Linked DNA regions of Delphinus delphis: region 1 is linked to region 2. A link is a contact called in public Hi-C data. All regions are on one chromosome and are shown on one strand. The core of a region is the stretch at or near the end of the contact, and the rest is flanking DNA. Distances in the headings are between cores, read along the strand shown.

Evidence for each region. A called contact is a pair of places that touch in the nucleus more often than the background predicts.
Region 1: a Hi-C map of muscle shows a contact between it and region 2, with 9 times the contacts expected there. The contact joins the promoter of CUL5 here to the promoter of DDX10 in region 2. A contact is called at or near these places in 2 of 3 Hi-C or Micro-C datasets (lung and muscle).

Annotation. Positions count from the first base shown.
Region 1 is chr8:26,131,322-26,137,510 of mDelDel1.2, forward strand. It overlaps CUL5 (cullin 5), which reads right to left and starts at 4,205. Exons shown (of 19, transcript XM_060018013.1): 1 at 3,580-4,205. The coding sequence starts at 3,603.
Region 2 is chr8:25,515,515-25,521,688 of mDelDel1.2, forward strand. It overlaps DDX10 (DEAD-box helicase 10), which reads right to left and starts at 3,616. Exons shown (of 18, transcript XM_060017996.1): 1 at 3,352-3,616. The coding sequence starts at 3,537.

The sequences.
Region 1 (6,189 bases), core at 2,955-5,454, 620 kb after region 2:
TCCTGGGGGGAAAAAGAAGGCTGAACAAGAACAAGTGGAAGCAGGCAATGTAACAGGTGCCTTGGAAAAGAGGAGAATATAGGGGAAACTAGAAAAGGTTGTGGTATTATTGACCAAGAAAGTTAAGGGCATTCAAACAGCTGGATAAAGTAATGTGCTAAGAATTAAACAGGGTTAGGTTTAACAAAATAAGATTTCAACAACAGCTATTTGGAATAGGATAATCACTTGGAAATGAAGAAAATGTGCACTGAAGGCCTAGGTGGTAACGGCAAAAGTAAAGGAACAAGGAGAATTATATGTTAAAACAGCAAACTTAAAGTAGTAATATTGAAAGGTTTGGGGAGATATAAACCCCCAAGCAACTGATAACTGTATATGTAAAATTGTACAACACAAATATTTGTATATCCAAAAGATTTCCAAAACCCAGCAATAGCCCACTTACGTTAGTAAATATAATTATTATTATAATCAAATTCCAATATGAAATAAGTAGGTGGTTTTTATCGCATTGTGTTCTGACTTTCAAGTTTCACAGCAAAGTTCTGAACCTTGTTATCTTTCATAAACTTATTAGCTATCCCTTCGAACTCTTCATCCACAAATTCAATAAACTTAACTCCAACCAGGTTACTGGTACACAGGAAGAGGACATATTTTTTCAGCAGGACACTAAAGGCCTCCCTTCAGGGTTGATGATTTATTACTCATCATTCTTCAGGTACAGCTGTTTACCTGATAATCAAATTCAAACTGTATTCTCATCTAGCCCACATCCCTCCATTTTGACCATAAGACATGATAATTCTGTCAAATATGCTCTGATGAAATCTAACCGCGCAATGTCTAAGGCATTTGTCTAATGAACTAACCTATTAATCCTGTCAAAAAAGGAAATGAGGCTAAGTTGGCCACTCCCCAGCCAGCTCTATCTCTATTCAAGGTACTACCAGACTTGAATTTATTTATTTATTTAAATTGAAGTACAGTTGATTTACAATGTGTTCATTTCTACTGTACAGCAGTGATTCACTTTTATATATATATATATATATATATACACACACACACACACACACAGACACATACACACACACACATTCTTTTTCATATTCTTTTCCATTATGGTTTATCATAGGATATTGAATAGTTTCCTGTGCTATATAGTAGCACCTTGCTGTTTATCCATTCTCTATATACTAGTTTGCATCTGCTAACCCCAAACTCCCACTCCATTCCTCTCACACACCCTCCTCCAGACTTGAATTTAAATGATCCTATGAATTCTGTTAGGATCTTACTGCATTTCTCCAAGAAGACAAACTTCCCCACTTTTTAATTAACTACTTCTAAATGTATAAACACAAGGCAATTCCCCTCCAGCCTCCCACCCCCGCAATGAGGAGAGAAAAAAGAAATACAAAAGGTTTTCTGGCCACCTTGAATACATAAACTTTTGGTGATACAGATAAAAGAATCAAATGTCTACTTATAATATCCATTTTATTATGTTAGTCGTACATATTTAAAATCACATACTATATAAAATATTTAGAAATTCTTTTTCCCCCTTTTTAACACTTCATTAAATAATTTTGCTGAAAATTTTCCAGTGTATCTTTGGCATCTCTTCATGTTCACTAAAGAGACTGAGTCTTTTACCAGTTTGTCAAAGCGTTATCACTTTCCTTTCATTTATAAAAGTTATTTGAGTTACAGAACTGCTTGAATTACGATCTTTTTAACCTAAGTCCTAAGTGCCGATTTCTAGACATTCAGGCAGTTTTTTCATTCTATAGGTAGGTGTGTGCTATAGATGTCGATTCACAATCTCTACTAGGTAACCACTTACTAGTATTGACTGAAGTAGCTTCAGACTTATATCTCCTCCAAACAATCCTTTGTAAGGCTTTGTATGGAGTAGAATAAAGTGACTCACTCTTTTCTGAGAGAGAAATCTGGGAGGAAAAAAGACCTTGCTTTATATCCAGGTAATCAACAAGTCAAAAATTCACAAAGAATAAGGAATTCAATTACTTCTTAAACACATTTCAATTAATAACATACACTACTGCTTATGTAAATACACAGATGCATTAACAGGAGTCTTTCTGAATTAACAAGTTAAAGTTTTCTTTCTGAATTAACACATTAGAGCTTTGCTATACTGTTATAAAAGAAGAGTAGAGAGTGGGTTACTCAATTCCCATGAATTTGTTTTCTTAGAGAAGCAGCAGAAATAGTAACTCTAGCAATTTATGTTTATTGGGTGCTAATTAAGTTCCAGTCACTGTTTTAAGATTTTACATATATTAACTCAATCTTCACAATGCTCCTATGAAATAGGTGCTATTGATAATGCCACTGTATTGATGAAGAAGCTCAGGCACGGAGAGGTTTAGAAACTTGCCCAAAGTCATACAGCTTCTAAGTGGCAGAAATTCAGTCAAGTTCTAGGTCCTTCCCCTTTTAAAAGATATATTGCCTCTTAAATTAGTAAAATTAGGTCTACATTTTAGGAGACAGTTCCATGTATTAAACAGTTAACAGTGTAGCTAACAGTGTAGTAGTCTAAAGAAGATATGAGTGAGGTTACAGTAAATTTTAATATATTTTCTGTTCTATTATTTTCTATTATCAATCCACACTGTCTGAAGGCCTAATGATGGGTTTGAGGGAGGAGTAGTTCATCCTTTGTGTTTGTGTTCCCTGAGCTAATCACTACCCCCATTTCAGTCAATACTTTTAAGGCAAAAGGTTCCTATTACAAAGACAGCATAGCAGAAACTAGTGCCATGTCTTCCTTCTTCTCCTCCAAACTTTTTAACTGATGGTAGAGAATCTGCCTCTCTGGGCCTACATCTCCCTTGCTATCCCAAATACATAAAACTAAATTTAACCGTTTTCTTTGATAAGGCAACTATCCTAACCCATAAAACGATGGTAGTGCTTCCACAGTAATCATCTGGTTGTGTGCTGTAATGGGGTTGAGGAACAGTTTCCTAAGGAAAAAAGGGTAAAATACGAACTTAAGAAAGGGAGGATAGGAGGGAAGGAGTAGCATGCAGATAAGGGAGGGAGTGAGGTGACAGGCACTGCTGTCTGACTTGTAGTTTCATGCAGGCAGAATGAGAACAGAAATTGAGGAGGTGGGGGTCCAGTCATTAAAACCTGTTATGGAACATTTTCTTGGATTTTCCTTCTTTGCGCCTTAGGCTCTCGCTTCAGAAGAAACTGAGACGCCAAGAATACTAACTGCCCTATCTTTCAGGACCCGGCACCACCCTTCTTCTGCGGACCCAGGCCAGAGCTGGTCCCTTGAAAGCACTGCTCCCCTCCAGCCCTCGGCAGGGCCTTTCACACACCGGTCAACCGGCAAGAGGGACAACCAGAGCCTCTCCACCCCAAGGCCGGAGACCCGCGTTCCGGTCCTCGGCGGCAGCCTCCCTGGCTTCCCTTCCGGTAGGCAACCCCTGAACACTCCCACATTTTGCCGCTGAACCTGGGCCGAGCCATTCCCTAAGAGCTGAAGCCAGCGCCCCCAGGGTAAAAACCAAGCAGGACTGAGGGTCTTACCTTTAACAGATTAGACGTCGCCATGTTCCTTCAACTTAGACTCTCGCGAGACGGCGCGAGATTTCGTGGCGCTCCTTGCCAGGCCACAACTGCAGGCCGGAGTTTCCACCTGGGCTGACGGGGCCACCAGCCCGCAATGGAGATGTGGGGGGAGCCGGGGCGGCGTGCCAACAGCGGTGACCTAGTCCCAGGCACCTGGAGCTTCCTCACTTTTCCCCCCTACATGGTCACCGGAGCCTCCCCAGACGAAAGAGCTCATGCAAACGCTCAGGAAGATAGCAACGGCGAATGGTGAGAAGGTAACGGGAGCCGACCTGAATTGGAAGAGGCAGCATCGACTTCGCGAGCCCCCCCACTCCTTCGGATTACCCTTTGTGGTTGCACCCGCAGAGGCCACCGGCAACGAACTTAGCCCGGCTTGGGCCCTGCAGCTCTGGTTCGGTGGCCGAGTCACGTGATGCGGCGGGCGGGGCCGCGCTAGGGAGCGAGCGTGGGAGCCTGAAAGCCTCGTGGGCCGGGAGGCTGCGGAGAGTGCGAAAGCACGCCCTCTGCTGGCGGGACTAGACGTATTCCCTCATCCCCCGCCTCGGGGGATTCCCGAATGAAATGCTTGTACTAGCTGTCTTCAAGAAGAAAGGGCACATAGAAGGCACCCACTAAATATTTGTTTGCATGAATGAATGAATGCATGCACGAAAGTGTTAACTATTAATATTTCTACTCAAGAGTGCCTGGCAGTGAAATAATCTATAAGAGGTTATTCAGGTAATGAATATAAATCTTGGATTACCTGAAGGCACATTATCCTAGAATATCCTAAGCCATAAACCCCTAAGCTTTATCCCTTCAGACCTCAAACCACTAGGAGAAGAAAGAGAATATACTCTATATATAGAATAGATATAGAATATATCTAGTATTATATAGATATAGAATATATCTAGTATAGATATACTATATAGTATATCTATATAGTATATCTATATAGATATAGATATAGAATAGATATAGATAGATATATCTATATAGATATAGAATATATCTAGTATTATACACGTTTCCAAACTGTGTTCATTGACACATAATATATTAGAAATAAGTAAGAGAAGTACAGAGATAAATAAGAGCTATAGGGTAAAATAAAGCAGGCAAAAGTAATGACGTTTGAAGTGTTTTTTTTTTTTTTTTTTTTTTTTTGGGCTGCATTGGGTCTTCGTTGCTGCGCGCGGTCTTTCTCTAGTTGCGGCGAGCAGGGACTACTTTTCATTGTGGTGCGCGGGTTTCTCATTGCAGTGGCTCCTCTTGTTGCAGAGCACGCGCTCTAGGCACGTGGGCTTCAGTAGTTGTGGCCCGAGGGCTCTAGAGCACAGGCTCAGTAGTTGTGGCACATGGGCTTAGTTGCTCCAAGGCATGTGGGATCTTCCCGGACCAGGGATCAAACCATGTCCGTTGCAATGGCAGGCGGATTCTTAACCACCGCACCACTAGGGAAGTCCCTAGTTTGCAGTTTTAAATAGAGGGATCCAAGTAGGTCTCACTGAGAAGATGGCATTTGAGCAAAAAGACTTGAAAGAGATAAGGGAGAAGACCAGGACATATGCAGGAGAAGAGCATTCCAAATAGGGGGAAACACAGGTGGCAAGTTGCCCAGAGTGTCAGAGGAACAGTAAGAAGTTTGGTATGTTCAGAGCAGAGAGTAAGAAGAGCATAAGGGCTTATAGGGCCTCGTGGACCACAGTAAAGACAGGCTTTTATTCTGAGTGAGATGGGCAATCATTGCAGGCTTCTCATTGCAGGCTTGTGAAGAGGGAGTGGTATGATCAAACTCCCATTCCAACATGATCATTCTGACTACTGTGTAGTGAATAGAAGGAGAAGGGTAATTTAGAAAACTTTTGTACTATCTCATTAAATCAGCACAATCATGCCACCTAGTTACCCCACATTTTACAGTGATTATATTAGAGAGTAATCTAGGCATGATTAAACAATGACTACGTGGTAGAACAAGGATTCAGAGCCACTAGGCCTGTAATGTCCTGCCAGATTGTCAACATAGGGATGACTCTTAGAGGTCATCTTTGTTCTACAGATGGGAAAATGGAGGCTTCTCTCTGGTCAAGGTCACAGCTGGGTCAGAGAAAAGGCCTAGTCCGGAATAAACTTTATATAATTATGGTTCCCTTTTCCAGTGAAACTGGGTTGTCTTCAACCCTAGTCCAACTCTACTGCTTAATTTAAAGTGTAAGTTGATTGAATTATAACCAACTTTATGTACCATAAAAAAAAAGTTAGGTGACAAACTGTGCTATAACAATTGAATTAATTCATAAATTAATGACCCTGCTTAAAGAATCCAATTAAGTATTTAATACTTGTTTGAGTACCTATTATGTACTAGGCACTGGAAATATAGGATTAAATGAGACAGACAAGACCTCTGCCCTCTTGGAGTTTATAGTCTAATAAGGGAGCTAGATATTAAGCATAGTTATACAAACCAAATGTTGCTTAGTTGGAGTTGTGGTAAATACTGCAAGGGTAAAATACAATGTGCAGTTCAGAGCATATGGTTTGGAGGGGGCTACTATCCTATGACAGTACTATTCC
Region 2 (6,174 bases), core at 2,366-4,865:
AGCCACCTGGAAAAGGTCAGTGGGCACCAAACATCTAAACACTAAAGGTCTTCTCAAGGACAAGCACTGTGGGACCCATCTTTGGGGAGAGCAAAGCAGGTATATCATCAATGACCTAGTGGTAGAGTTGACAAAGAAGTTAAAGCCAGTCATCACAGCCTGCTGATGACTGCTATAATAAAGGCATATACAAAATGCTACGGACACACAGCAGCCCTAACCCTACCTGGGGAGGTCAGGAAGAGAAGCTGGAGGTAAATCTTGGAGGATGAGTAGGTGTCCCTAGGGTTGGGGAAATGGGACTGCTCACTGCAAGCAGTGGAAACATCAAGTACCAGGACAAGAAGCATCAAGGAGCATGGCCAATTCACAAAAGTGCAGGTTGTTCTTTCATGTGTGCCTACCACATACCACTTGGTTTATATACATCACCTCATTTTAGCCTTACAACACTCTGGGTGGTTAATAATCTCTGTTGAATAAAGAAACTGAGACACAGGGACATAAAGAAATTTGGCGAGTCAACACCTGAACTGAGTGAGATTTAAACCAGGTCTGCCTGACCACAAATAACTTACTCTTTCACTGGACTAGAACACGCTGACACATTGAAGTGTTTGACCACTTTTCTGAAAATAACTGTGAGCCAAGGAAGGGTTTTAATCAGGAGTAAAACAATTGGATCTCATCCTGGAAATAAACATTCTAGCAAATATGGAAGACAGATTAGAAGGCAGTAAGGCCTAAGGGACAAATCCCACCACCTGTTTTAGTAACTGAAGTTTTGCTATGCCCATTTAAGTATTTCCATGGCAAGCTTTTGTGTTACAATGGCAGAGTTGAGTAGTTCCACCCTTACAACCTGCAAAGCTAAAACCATTTACTGTCCTGTCCTTTACAGGAAAAGTCTGCTGACCCATGTTACAAGCAATAGCTACTGTAGTAACCCAGGCAAGAGATGATGGAGCCTGAACTAAGGCATAGCACTGGCGATGGAGAAGCATTTGAGAAATTTAAGAAGCAGAGTTAATCACCACTGTGACTAACTGAATGTAAGAGTGGTAAGACAGAGGCCTCTAGGATTACTCCTAGGTTTCTAGCTCATCAGTCTGCTTAAGTGGTGGGGCTAGGATGGGGTAGCTTAAATAATGGTCCCCAAATATGCCCATATCCTAATCTCCGGAACTGTGGATATTATCTTACATGACGAAAGAGACTTTGCACAGTAACTAACGATCTTGAGATGGGGAGATTATCCTCAATTATTTGAGTAAACCCTAAATGTGATCAAAAGTACCCTTACAAAAAAAGGATACAGGTAGATTTGACATAGAACAGGAGAAGGCAGTGTGTCCATGGAGGCAGAGACTGGAGTAATGCAGCCACAGGCCAATGAATACGTCCACCAGAAGCTAGAAGCAGCAAGAAACAGAATTTCCCCTAGAGCCTCTAGAGGGAGTGTGTCCCCACTGACACCTTGATTTCAGCCCAGTGAAATTGATTTCAGACTTCTGGCTTCCAGAACTGTAAGAGAACAAATTCCTGTTGTTTTTAGACAACAAATTTGTGGTAATTTGCCATGGTGGCAATACAGAAATAATACACAGGATTGTGAATTTAGAAGACAAAGATAATGAACTCAGTTTTAGATCTGCAGCATTTAAGGTATCCTATGACACAAATAAAGACATCCAGCACAGTCAGAAAAAAAAAAAAAGGATATGAACTCAGAAGAGCTCTGGGTAGAATGCAAGAAGGAAGAGTCACAAGAATAAACCTTGGGATTACACAAGATAAGAGGACAGAGTGAGAAGAAGCAAGGGATGAGGCTCTCCTCCTGAAGTAATTCCAGTCAGATGAAGAAGGGCCCAAAATGCAATCTGACAGTAATTTACCTTACAGTGGCTTCTTGAGGTGCTGTGTATACAGCAGCAGTAATAATGTAACAGGTTATATATGGAATATTTATGCGTCAGGCATTGTGCAGAATACTTTACATGCATTCTTACTAACTGCCCATAACTTATAAGGTAGATATTATTATGCCTTTTAAAGACAAGAGAAGCAAAGTAACTTGCCCAAAGTCACTCATCGGGCAACCAAAAGCCAGAATCAAATCATCATCTAAACTTAAAAGCCCAAAACAAACTCTAAGCTCCATCTAACCTTACTTTTGATCTAATAGTTGTTTAAAGAAAAGCTATACCAGCATGACACATGATGACTTTAATTCCAGATATATTCCATATGTTAAATCCCCGATTACACTGCACTAGAAGGGGGCAATCACTGAAAGGCTACGTGAGGTGGGTGAAGACCAACAGACGTGGAATTTAGGAGGAAGGAAAAGAAGGGGTAGTGGCAGCCCCAAGAAGCGTGAGCTGGGAAGAGATCTAGAAGTCAAAATGATAACTACAGGGGCTTCCCTGGTGGCGCAGTGGTTGAGAGTCCGCCTGCCGATGCAGGGGACACGGGTTCGTGCCCCGGTCCGGGAAGATCCCACATGCCGCGGAGCGGCTAGGCCCGTGAGCCATGGCCGCTGAGCCTGCGCGGCCGGGGCCTGTGCTCCGCAATGGGAGAGGCCTCAACAGTGAGAGGCCCGCATAACGCAAAAAACTGAAAAAAAAGAAAAAAGAAAATGATAACTACAGGATAACTACTACATTCATCTGGGAACATCAGCTACATTGTGGGATGGCAGGTACCAGAAACAGACCATGAGTCCAGCTTTTCTATAGCAATTATTGGATGGGGACATGAAACAAGTAGAAAAAATAAGCATAGGAAGGATGGTGATGAGAGATGCAAGACTAGCATAACGATTAAAAGCAAAGGCTTTGGAATCAGAAAGACATGAGTCTAGGTTCCAGACAAGTTTCTTACCCTCTTGGAGCCTCAATGTTCTCATCTGTAAAATGGAAATAAGACCCAATGCCTCAGATCAAGTCAAATAATTAATGGGAAGCACATGGTGAGTGGCTTAAAATGTGTCATTATTTACCATTACTGTTGTTAGTATTATTTTTATGAATATTTCTAATACCTATTATAGCAATTAATCTCCCTATGCTTAAGTACCACTGCATTTCCATCATTTTATCAAGACAAGTGTGGTGAGCAGAAGAGCGGCCTGGACGGTCAGGAGGCCTGGGTTGTGGCACCCAGCAGCCCACCTGTGGCCTCAACAGGGCCCCGGGTGGCACCTCTCACCCCACTCTTCTCCGGAACTAACGGCTTGCTCCCCAGGCAGGGTACCAGTGACAGGTCGGCCCCCTCGTCTGTGCAGCCCAGCGCGGCAGGGACATGTAGCCCCGTAGCCGGCCCGCGCCCCCTCCCCGGCGCCGGCCTCACCTTCTCAAAGTTCTGCATGAGGCGGCTGATAACCTCGCGCTCGACCTGCCACTCGGGCTTCTTCAGCTGCTTCCTCAACTGTTTTTTTTGGCTCTGCTTGTGGCTGTGTTTCTTCTTCCAACGATTGAAGCTCCGCACCGGGTCAGGCCGAGCTCCTGGACCCTGAGAGGCGGAAGTTTTACCCATCGCGGCGGTGGCGACAGCGCACACGGTGCCCAAACACGAGATCAGGCCAGGAGGACGTACGGCACTAAGACGACGAGGAACCAGCGTGGGGAAAGAGGACGACTACGCATACGCGAAACCACAAGCCCGCCCCCGGGCTTTCGAAACGTGGGCATGCGCGGTGTTCACAGCTAGAAAAAAGTGGGCGGTGATTGGCGACTCGGAATCCACAGAGCGGAGCGGAGCAGGCTCGGGGGAAACGGAAACCGGGCAATCTGAGGAAGAGGGCGGGGCTGAGTGGTTCCTAAAGCACGCCGGCGCTTTAAATACACGCATGCGTGCTGATTGCTGTTACTATGGTGAGGTCGTACAACTTAATACTTAAAGGCCGTAACTTTGCTCTGGGTTTTCCTTCGCGAACCGGGCGCTACCACCACTGCGCGCCCCTCCACCCCCCGCCACACACACACACACATACACACACACACACACACAGACACACACCGCCCCACCCCCCCGCCACACACACATATACACACACCCATCTGTGAATTATAATTGTGATCCTCGTTTTGCATGTTTCAGCCCAGGGAGCCGAATGGTTTGCCCCAAAATCAAACAGCTAGTTAACAACTTCTGATTTCTGTCCACTGCAGGGTAACTCCGTAGGAATAAAAATGAATATTCTGTATTCTTCTTATGTCCTTCTGTGTTTTCCCCTTTTTCTAGCCCGTCAGATTGTAGCTGCAGCAGTAGGGAACTGGAGCAGGGTCAAATTGAATTGCCTTAAAAGGCTATCATGAAGACAAAATAAGTAAAAATAAAGAATTAAAAGAAAAGTTATTTGCAAGTTGGCCATTTAAGTGAATTGGCTTTCAGTGAATTGGTTTTTCTGGTACATTTACCTAGAGCACAAATATACACTAGAGAGGGGTGAGGGCAGAGTTGTGGCAAGGAAAACAGGGAAATTAAGTTCAAAGTTCCCATGCAGAGTATTTGGACCCTCAAATTCCCCTTCCAACCCCACAAAGCCAGATGAATGCCCAAACCACAAGCCCATTCCCTAAACAGAGGATGGAGGGTGAGGGAGTGGGGGAGCAGGTGAACTGGAAAATCTCCACACTCAAGAATCACTAGATGTGGTAGAGAGTAAAGCTCAATATGGAGAGGTTATATAAAAGTATATATACATCCACTAAAAGTTAAAAATAGAACTACCACAAGACCTAGCAATTCTACTTCTGGATATACACACTAAAGAATTGAAAGCACGGTCTGGAAGAGACCTGCATTCCCATGTTCATAGCAGCATTATTCACAATAGCCAAAAGGTGGAAGCAAACCAAGTGTCCATCCACAAATGGTAGATAAACAAAATGCAGTATATGCATACGATGGAATATTATTCATCCTTAAGAAGGAAGGAAATTCTGACAATGCTACAATGTAGATGAACCTTGAAGACATGAGGCTAAATGAGATAAGACAGTCACAAAAAGACAAATACCATCTGATTCCACTTATATAAGGTACCTAAAGTAGTCAGATTTATAGAGATGGAAAGTAAAACGGTGGTTGCCAGGGGCTGGGGGGAGGGGAAATGGGGAATTGCTGTTTAGGGGGTAGAGAGTTTCAGTCTTGTAAGATGAAAAGAGTTCTGGAGGTTGGTTGCACAAGGATGTGAATATACTTAATGCCATTGAACTATACACTTTAAACTGGTTTAAATGGCAAATTTTATGTGTACTTTACCACAATTTTTAAAATTATTTTAATTTTTAACGGTATATACAGAACAATGAGGTTCTCAACGCTAATTCTCACTTTTCTCCTAAATCTGAAGCAGCCAAGCATGTACATGCCTCAGGCAAAAAACTGGACCGTTTGTCTCTCGGGAAGCGGCCTGGCATAAGAGAAAGACCTGGATATGATGGCATTTAGGCAGCGACCAAATAAATGGCAAGTCACTGACCTCCCCCGGCTCTTCAGTGAAACCTACCAATTAATAAGGCCTTCCAAACACTTGTTTCTGATCAGCCTTACTCAAATATGAAATAATAAGCAAAGACCACCAAACATTTGAGGAAATCCTTTAACTAAAAAGTTGGAAGCTAAAACTAACAAATGAATGCAAAGAGCAAAATAAATCTTCAAAAATTAATATTTTTAGAAAGGTAAGATATGGTATCCACGTGTAAGAACAGAAACTATTCAGAAAATTAAATAGAACTCAATGGAAATTATTTTGTTCATTATATATGTCAAATTTTTGACATAAAATAAGAAAATTCAAAGCTTAATCACAATAAAAAACTCAATATCACATTCCAAAGTCACTAATGGATTTAATGATTTGTAATAATAATAATTCACATCCTGATTGGATAAAATAACATTTTTATGATGGTTTCAATGCTTATTTACTCCAATAACCTGTTTTCTGTAGAAATGACCCTGAGACAGATGTTCAGTGACATTGAGGACATTAAATAGTTGTTAACACATTTTAATTTTCAGACTACATCCTCCGCTACCAGCCAATATTCAAAAAGCTCCTGGGAATTCCCTGGTGGTCCACTGGTTAAGACCCTGCGCTCCCAATGCAGGGGGCCCAAGTTCAATCCCTGGTCAGGGGACTAGATCCCGCATACTGCAACT